2 separate regions of the Mus musculus genome follow, and region 1 is linked to region 2. A link is a contact called in public Hi-C data. All regions are on one chromosome and are shown on one strand. Each heading gives the region's core, a stretch centred on a gene start, on an enhancer-like site or on the middle of the called end of the contact. The rest is flanking DNA. Distances are from core to core; before and after follow the strand shown. Region 1 has its middle 28 kb from the start of Cdkl5. Region 2 overlaps Cdkl5 (cyclin-dependent kinase-like 5).

What was found. Hi-C and Micro-C count contacts between places; a contact is called where the count stands out from the background.
Region 1: a Hi-C map of cortical glia shows a contact between it and region 2, with 4 times the contacts expected there. The contact joins two enhancer-like sites. A contact is called at or near these places in 2 of 15 datasets of contacts at CTCF or cohesin (large pre-B cells and pro-B cells), 50 of 484 Hi-C or Micro-C datasets (B cells, CD4 T cells, CD8 T cells and 25 more), 3 of 115 datasets of contacts at active chromatin or transcription factors (bone marrow-derived dendritic cells, fibro-adipogenic progenitors and stem cell-derived neural progenitor cells) and 3 of 9 other capture datasets (adipose tissue, liver and pancreatic islet).

What each region holds. Positions count from the first base shown.
Region 1 is chrX:161,020,229-161,025,307 of GRCm38.p6, reverse strand. No RefSeq gene overlaps it. Among named protein-coding and RNA genes, the nearest start is that of Cdkl5, 28 kb to the right of the region's middle. Within about 2 kb of position 3,572, at least 9 of the 459 cell types and tissues checked have an H3K27ac peak or open chromatin away from gene starts, as enhancers often do. A contact at or near this core is called in cortical glia, where this site is marked.
Region 2 is chrX:160,932,859-160,937,518 of GRCm38.p6, reverse strand. All of the region lies in intron 1 of Cdkl5 (cyclin-dependent kinase-like 5), which reads left to right. Among named protein-coding and RNA genes, the nearest start is that of Gja6, 28 kb to the right of the region's middle. Within about 2 kb of position 1,693, at least 4 of the 459 cell types and tissues checked have an H3K27ac peak or open chromatin away from gene starts, as enhancers often do. A contact at or near this core is called in cortical glia, where this site is marked.

The DNA.
Region 1 (5,079 bases), core at 2,323-4,822, 86 kb before region 2:
AAAGCCAGCCTGGGTTACAGAGTGAGTAGGATGCCAGCCTGGGCAAGTTACTGAAGCCCTGATTTAAAATAAAAAGTTAAAAGTGGGCTGATGGCTAAAACTCAGTACTAGAATAATTGGCTAGCATTTGTGAAGCCCTGTGTTCAACACCTGGAGATAGATAGATAGATAGATAGATAGATAGATAGATAGATAGATAGATAGATAGATAAGCAATCTATAAAGACATTCAGATCCAGAAGAGGGAGGGAACCCTGGGATAGAGAGCTGAGAAAGACTCAAAGAAGAGTGGGGATGGAAGAGGGTCTTGAAAGCTGGCTAGAACTTGCATAGTGGCTGTGGAAGAGGTTTAGCATTCTATACATAAACAAATGTGAAACACAATAAAATCCACAGTGCAGGACCCTAAATGCTCAGCAGAGTATTTGAGGGTCTACAGAAATGGCTAAGGATGGAGAAAAAGTTGGATCAGGAATCCATAAAAACTGAAACACCCTTCCCCAACCACCATCCAAGCTTATTCTGGCACATGCCTTGGTCTACTGGGCAAAAATTATCCCTTGAAAGTCCCTCAGAGTCCCATGAAGAGCCTGCATCTTTCTTTGTAGAGTGTGGGCAGTCATAAAGCTTTTCATAGCTAGGCAGTGGCACGATCCAATCTGTGATGTAGGCAGATTCACTTGGCAACTCCACACTTGAAAGACTGAAGAAGAGAGAGAACTAGAGATGGAAGAAACGTTCAGAGACCAAAGCCTTTGTTGGAAGACACATGGAGGTAACAGTCTAAAGAAGACCAAGGCTCTAGAACTGCAAATAAGAGAAGAAATGAAAAAAATAAAAATAAAAAACCAGGAAATTGGTAGCAAAATTCAACAACTGTTACATCCAAAGGACTAAAAGAAATAAAGGAGGGATCCAAAGTTTCAGAGAACAGTGACGTTCTTAAGGACAATAGCCTTTAAACTGGCAAGTCGCTCTGAGGTTAGAGGTGCATTTGAGTAGAGGATGGAGCACAGTTGGCAGCACACTGCTTGCTGAGCATAAATAAAGCTCAGCTTCAGCTCCCAGCACTGCATAAATCACAGGAACTGGACACGGATGGAGTACACAGCTGGAGCTGTACACAGTTGGGAGGCAGAGGAAGTTTAAGACAACTATCTAGGGCTGGAGAGATGGCTCAGTGATTAAGAGCCCTGACTGCTCTTCTGAAGGTCCTGAGTTCAAATCCCAGCAACCACATGGTGGCTCACAGCCATCCATAATGAGATCTGATGCCCTCTTCTGGGGTTTCTGAAGACAGCTACAGTGTACTTACATATAATAAATAAATCTTTTAAAATGACAATCATCTGTCTACACAGTAAATTTGAAACCAGCCTGGTCAATGTAAGGAGATCCCATCCCAAAATAAAAGGATGGAGAAAAGGAAGGGTGAGAGAGAGAGAGAGAGAGAGAGAGAGAGAGAGAGAGAGAGAGAGAGATCATTAGGACACATTTTGAGCTAAAAGACTAATAAATAGATTAGCTGAACTGGTTAGTCTAATCAGCTTTGAGACCATGGGATTGGAGGCAAATCAGAGCTGCCGATTCAGATTTACACTTGAGTGCTGGGTGCCTTTTTAGACGAGTAATTAAGAGAGAAAAAGGTATACCGTGGCCCTATTCTTGAGAATGAAGAGCAAGAAGCTAAAAGGAACCAAAGAAAAGAAAAAGCAGTAGATGTTGGGTGGCTTAGTGACTCACTCCTATAATCCCAGCACTTAGGAGATAAAGGCAGGAGGATCAGGAGATCAAGGTGAGGGACCAGAGAAGTAGCTCAGTGGTTAAGAGCTCTTGCTGCTTGTGGTGGTTTTAAAGAAAATGGCTCCCACGGGCTCATAGGGAATGGCAGTACCAGGAAGTGTAGTCTTGTTGGAGTCGGTGTGGCCATGTTGGGGGAACTGTGTCACGTACAAGGGCAGGCTTTGAGGTCTCAGGAGCTCAGCTAGGCTCAGTGGCTCACAGTCAGAGGAGACCTGCTGCCTGGGGATCCAGATGTAGAACCCTTATCTTCCTTTCCAGCACCATGTCTGCCTGCATGCCACGAAGCTTCCAGCCATGATGATAATGGACTAAACATCTGAACTGTAAGCCAGCCCCAATTAAATATTTCATTCTTGAGAGTTTCTGTGACCATGGTGTCACTTGTAAGCAATAAAACCCTAATTAGAACACTGCTCTTCTGGAGTACCTGAATTTGATTTCCAGCACTATCATGGTGTCTCTTGAATATCTCTAGCTCCAGTTCCAGGCAACAAAATGCTGTTTTCTGGTCTCCATGGGCGCAAGACACAGTAAAGACACAGGTAGGGAAAATGCCCATGCATTTAAAATTAAAATTAAATTTAAAAAGAAGAAGAAGAAGAATTTGAAGCTAAAGTTGATTAGATACTGAGTCAGCCTGGACTATAGGAGACTCTGTATTAAAAAAAAAAAAAAGAAAAGAAAGAACAAATCCTGGCTTGGTGCAAATGGCGTTAATCCCAGTTTCTGCGACAGAGCTTCCACTGTTCATCTCTGAATTCAGGTTCAGCCTGATTCACTTGGTGAGTTCTAGATCAGCCAGAGCTACACAGTAACGTTTTTCTCAAAACAAAACAAACAGACAAAAAGAACAATAACAAAACCCAAAGAGGCCTGTGGCTGTGTCTCAGGTGACAAAGTATTTTCCTAGCAAGTCTCAGTACTGCGTAATCAAAACTTGAAGGTCATCCTTTGCTGCTGCATAGTGAATTTAAGGCCAGCCTGGGCTATGAGAGACTCTGTCTCAAGAACAAAACCAAACCAGAGTGGGAGTAGAAGGAGGGAAGGAGGGGCAGACAGGAAGAGATGGGGGTGGGGAGAAGGAGAGGGAAAGGGAGGCAGGCAAGAGAATGAAGGAGAGACAGAGACAGAGAGAGAAAGAGCAGAGAGAGACAGAGAGACAGAGACAGAGAGAGACAGAGACAGAGAGAGAGAGAGAGAGATGGGAGGGGGCTACTAACTGCATGAACTGAGCCTATGCTGGCTCACACAGGAGAGCCAGCTTTCTATAGGCCACAGACAAGTGTTTGCCTACCTGATACCCCTTGAACAGAGCAGCATCATGCCTTGAAGAATCCCTTTGTCTCATTTTAAATTACCCTGTAAATATTATTCACTTGTGTGTGCACAGTGCTCAGTAACAGTGGGTATGGTTCACACCAGTGCCATGGCCCACATGCAGAGACGAGAATCAACCCAGTGGGAATCACTTCTCTCTTGCTACCTTTTACCTGGCGAGCAAACTCAGGTTGGCACATTTGTCAATAAGCACAGTTACTGAGCCATCGTACTTGCCCAGGACTGAAGAGCCTCTTCTCAGCTCCAGTCACTGTCACAGATACTCAGGGCTTGGCATGTTTGCCAGTCTCTGTCCCATGAAGCTCTCATTTTGCCAGTTGTCTCATTCCTCATTTGTCTTGAAGTGACTCAATTACACACATCCCGCTCTGCGCCCTCATAGGACACTTCTCGACCTTCCATTGGCCCTCCAATAATTCAGCCAAAGGACATTCTGATGTCACTGACTTTCAACAAAGGCTGTGTCATTTACTGTCTGTGACTTGAAGTTGATTAATGAACCTGCCACGTTTGATTCAATTCGGCTAGCAGGGGCCTAGAACAGTGACAACTGGAATTCATAGTCACTTGGTTGAATCCGATTTTGCAAAGCGCCTGGGTGCTACATGTTACTAGTGTGTATTGTACTGCCTTCATGTTTTCATTTCGTCTGCACCATGATGTTTTTAGCTGAAAAGGAAGTATATACTGGCCATGTACTCAAGAGATGGGACAGTGAAGAGCAGAGGAATAGCATGCTAATGGGGAAAAACAGTGAAAGGCTTTTCCCGAACAGTGAAGAGCTGTGTGTAACTGAGGAACAGTGAAGAGCTGTGTGCAACTGAGGAACAATGGAAAGGGCTGAAATCAGTTCAAAAACAGGAGATGGACTTTGTAGGGTTGATGGGCTCTGAAGCAGGCAGGAAGAACTTAAATCGTGAATGCCAGGGACTAAAGAGAGGGCTCAGCAGTTAAAAACATTGGCTGCTCTGGAGAATCCAGGTTTGATTCCCAGCACGCACATGGGATTTCACAACAGTTTGAAACTCTCGTCCCAGGAGAATCAGTACTCTCTTCTGGATCTGTGCTGAACAGACATACATTCAGGCACAGTCTCATACATGTAAAATAAATAAAATAACAAAAAACAAGTCACAAGCACCAAGACAAAGAAATTCTTGTCTCTGTTTCTCTCTCTCTCTCTCTCTCTCTCTCTCTCCCTCCCTTCTCGTTTGTGAGTACAGTCTCTCAGGCTGACCTTGAACTTCCTTTGTAACTAAGAAGGACGATAGTCTTGAACTCGTGACTTCAATCCCCAGGTGCTAGGATTACTTGTATACCATCATTCCTTTATTTTGCTTAAAATCCCATTTTCAAAGATTTATTTTTTTTATGTATATGAGTGCTCTGTCTTTATGTACACCAGAAGAGGGCAGCAGATCCCATTACAGATGGTTGTGAGCCACCATGTGTGTGCTGCAAATTGAACTCAGGACCTATAGAAGAGCAGTCGGTGCTTTTAACCACCGAGCCATCTCTCCAGTCCCCTAAAAACCCATTTTTAACAACTTCTGTCAAAGCAATAAGAATCTCTCTAAGTAGAAATTTATCAGTAATTAGCTGTGAAAGTCATCATACCAATGCATCATTATTTAAACTGATCGTTCACTGAAACCTTGAAAATTTTCATGCATGGACTGATAAAAACAATATGCAATATATTTAACAGTTTAAAAATCAATATGGTCAAATGTATTAAATAAAAATGGAGTTAAACAGTTATGGCACCAAATACAATCAAAAGCCCCTATGCTACATGCTACCAATTAAAATTTGAACTAGGGCTAGGGATTATAACTCAGTGGTAGAGTGTTTGCCTATTATGCTCAAGACCCATGGGTTCTATCCCCAGCACCTAGGAAAATAACAAATAAATTAATAAATTCATTAATCTCAGGA
Region 2 (4,660 bases), core at 444-2,943:
TATCACCAAACCTCATGATCTCAGAACTCCAATGGTGGAAAGAACCTGCTCCTCCAGGAGGTTGCCCTCTGACCTCTACACACACACACACACACACACACACACACACACCCAGGGAAGCTAGGGGCATCAATCCCTTGGAGCTGGAGGTAGAAGAAATGTAAGCCTCTGGAAAAACAGCAAGTTTTTTTAAGCACCTTTCTAGCTCCTTAGCTCAGTATTCCTTAGTCTTGAACTCCAGTTCCTTCCATCATGTTATAATCCTAAGGATGTTGTTGTTGTTGTTTCTTGGAGTAGGGGACACAGTAACTTGCATCCCAAAATCTGGTGCATGTCAGTATACCAAAATCTAGCAAGTTCCAAGCTTTGTAAGTTTATTTTAAAGTTAGTTATTTAGGATTTGGGGTTCAAAATATCATTTTGTGGTAACCTTGGTAAAAATTGATCTGTAAATTTTTCATATAGTTACTTTCAAAAACAATTTTAACCTCTAAGATATCTTAAATGGTTGGTATATTATTAATATGGTGTGAGTTTTTCCTGCCCTATTTTAGCTCCTTTGTTTCAGTGTGATCCCCAAAGCCTTCTTTGGAAGGCTTGGAGTGTTTAGTAGGATTGGAAGTGCTGGGAAGTGAGGATCAAATTGGTATTGGATTAGTGTGTTTCCTTCCTTGTAGAAAGACTGGAAAGGACACAACAAGGTACATGTTGGTTAGTTTAAACTTTTCACACTAGCAAGTTCTGTGTAACTCATGCTTACCAAGTAGGTGTTTGATTTAATGATAGGAAGTGAAGTTTAGAGGCTAGATTAATAAATCAAATTACTGTCTGCTATTGAGAGAGTAAAGCAGAATGAAGACCCTATTATGTGAGGGTCAGATGGTCCTATGCAGGAAGAAGACTAAAATAGAGTGTACTATCTTTTTCCCATTTGACTGTGGAAAAGCCTCCACAAGAAGGTAATTAGGATGGTTTGCACAGGGCTGTGCTTTCTGCAGAAATGGTTTCCTTCTATCCATGGATCCTGAGTTTTTAAGATGCTTTCAAATTGTTTGAATTCTTCTATTATTGCAAATTTAGTCATGTACCAAATTTATTCCTGTGCAGTCTTCAGTGACAAAATGGTCTCCTCATTTGTATGTATAAAAACAATGCCAGGAACAAAAACAAAACTCATGATTCAACTGATTTTGTTCTCTCTTTGAACAGAAGAAAAGATCTGTTGAGATGAAGATTATAATTTCAGCAATGAAGAGAACATTCTAGGCCCAGGCAGCTTTTAAATTTGATGCTCGAAATTTATGAGATAAACTCCAAGCCTTATCTTTCTGTCAGTTCTTATAGCTACCTGCTTACTTACATATGCAGAAAGAAGATTAATTCTAGAGCTGATGACATTGCTCATCGGGTAAAGGCACTTGTCACACAAGCCTGACTGTTTTTTGATCCCCAGAACCCACACTGTGGAGGGAAAGAACAGAATTCAGTGAGTTCCACTCTAATCTCCACATCTGTTTCTGTCTGTCTGTCCCTGTCTCTGTCTCTCTCTCTTAGTCTCTCTGTCTCTCCATAAATAAATGTAATAATTTAAAAATTCTCCTAATTTTAGGTGTTACTTATTACTGTGAGACATTTGGTTATTTGTTTATGAAGTTGATGGCTAGTAACCTCAAATCTTGTCTTTGGAAGGTACTGGAGAGGACATCTAGTTCAGTACAAGACTGGTTTCAATCAGGGACCAACTGTTTCCAGCCACCCCTTCCTGCCACCTGCTGGCCTTCTCTGTTCCTGAGCTCATCAAGTCCCTCTTTGTATTGCCTTGAATGCTCTTCTCCTGACCCTGTGCCGTGGCTTACTTCTTTCCATAGAACAGAATGTGGTTGATCACTCTCAGACCACCTATCTAAAGGACCCTTTTCTGTCATCTGCCATGGCTTAATTTTTTATAGTAATTGTCACTGTAAATTTATCATGCTTGTTTGTTGCCCACATCCCCTTAGTGTTATGAAAGCAAGAGGCAGGCTGGTATTCACCAGCTTATCTCAAAGCCTTTCTACCATCAGATGGCCTGTTGGAGGCATCTGACAAATATGACCAATGTGAACAGAATAAATATGACTGGTCCTTGCCTAATCACTACTGCGCTGAAATCTCTTTCTGATTCTCTTTCTTTCTCTCTTTCTCTCTTTCTCTCTTTCTCTCTTTCTCTCTTTCTCTCTTTCTCTCTTTCTCTCTTTCTCTCTTTCTCTCTTTCTCTCTTTCTCTCTTTCTCTCTTTCTCTCTTTCTCTCTTTCTCTCTTTCTCTCTTTCTCTCTTTCTCTCTTTCTCTCTTTCTCTCTTTCTTTCTTTCTTTCTTTCTTTCTTTCTTTCTTTCTTTCTTTCTTTCTTTCTTTTCTACCAGTAATCTTAATTCTACTCCATGAAATAAACCTGCACTTTGGCTTCCTTTTTCTCAACAAGTTCAGATGGGATGTCAGTTATTTTTCATAGAAGAAAAACTCCATTTCTTCATTAGCTTTCTCACTGGGTGTTATTTGAGGAGTGTGATAAACTCTGGTTTATCTGTCTCTAAGAATATTTTGGCTTTGTTAACGGTATCTAGCAATAGACATAGTAAACTGAGTGGAACCTAAGCCTCAGTGACAGAAAGGACATGGCATTTTTGTTTATGTCATTAATGCAGTGCTCAATGTTTTATCTTCAATAAGAATTCTCATTTGCATCCAAATGAATGGTGAAGAAACTAAATATATATGGTATCTTAGGGTCATTGTGAATTCTTAAGAACATGTTTTATGATTGAATATAACAGCATAGAAATTCCAAAAACACAAATATACAATAGGGAATAATTACAAGTAAATCGTTAGTTAAGCCATTAATTAAATAGAAATGACATCTCTGAAAGACCATATTAGTATGTGTCTCTTCTCCATTTCGCTGCTCCCTAGAGGTAATTAATATCCTGATTTTTGTAACAAACATATAATCACATATATGGCTACATATTATGGTTTGTGGCTTAGTTTTTCTGTTTTAACATTGTAATAAAAGAAATGAGGTTGTTTTTATTAGTTTTCTGTTGTACAGCAAGTTGCCACTATTGTTCCTCTAAAAATCACCCATATGCTTTAGCTCACAGTTCTGTGGGGGCAGAAATGCACCCTGGCATGGTTGAATTTTCTATTCAGGATATGATGAGGCTGACACTCTGCCTCTTGTATTTTTTTTCTCTTTTAGTAAATAGGTTCTCTGTATAGTCCCAGACTAGCCTCCTCGGACTCAGTTCTCCTGCCTCACCTTTCCAAATGCTGGGGTTACAGGTGTGTTCATAGTCTACCATATCTAGCTTAAAACAAATACACAAATAAAAACAAAAAACAAGAAAAATGTAAATTGTAACTTTGATTTCCAAGGCCCAACTTTGCCCTTTTTTAAAACCCACTTAAATATGTTTCCTATTTTTGGAATTTCTGGCATGAATGATTTTTCTATATCATATATATTCATTTTAACCTTGAGATTGGTGCTTAGTTCATTTGTTTTAAGTTTTTGCATTTTTGGATGTATGTATATCAGATTCTTAGTTTTCGTTCTTCTTTAAAAACAAACAAACAAGCAAACACTTGTTTTATATAGGTGTATCTCACATATGTGGGGATCAGGGGTCAAGGCAATCTATAAAAGTGGTTCTTTCCTTCCATGATGTGGGTCCTGGGGATTGAACTCAGGGTGTCAAGCTTGGTGCCAAATGCCTTTACGTGCAAAGGCATAGCATCCTCTGGCCCCTGGCAGTTTCCTTTTCTAAGTATTGATTTAGCTTCTTGCCATAAATTTGTGGCATTGTAATTTTTAAATGTTAAAACGTCTTGTTTGACTTACTAATGGGATGTTTTGGGGATTATTAACTTCCAAACTTATTAATATTTTTTCAATTACTTCTTTTGTGTTTGACTCCCTCCATATTTTAGGTATGGCGAGAGAATATCCTCTGATTTCAGCCCTTGTAATTTGGTTTGAATTACATTATGGCCAAGCATGCCATCCTTTATAAGTGTGTATGTGCTAGAGAATTAGAGAAAACATATTGTGTAGGTAATTTGGTGTTTTTAGAAACCATCTAGGATCTTCTGAATGCTGACACTTTTCTTTCTCATTGAGTTCTTCTTGCATCATTCTCTTGTTTTGCTATTCTAACTCACTGAGTTTTGTCTCTCACCCTTTGGACCAACCAGTCATCAAAATGCTTGCTCTCTCCCACCTTTTTTTCTATCTTAATCCTGCAGTTATTTCCTGGGCTTTCCTGATCATCTGACTCTTTGCGACCCCTGTGAGTTCCTTGCTGTCTCAGCGATCTGTTTACCTCTTGCTTGTGGGCTCTCACCTTGTATTTCTTTCTGCCTGGTGGTGTTTCCAGTCTGTCCACTGTAAATGAGAAATGATTTGTGACACTAATACCAGGTCTAGATTGGTACTGTTTTCCCCTAAGATGAGCAGTGACACCCCCGATCTTAATATGGAATCATTTTAGTCTAAGGTACATTTAGAGATTTTATCTGGATCACTGGAATGCCATGAGGCCACAGTTCGGCTCTTTCCAAAGGCTGACGTATTGCTCTTTCCCTTTGTCTAGAGATGGGCTTTAGTTTCAAATGACTAG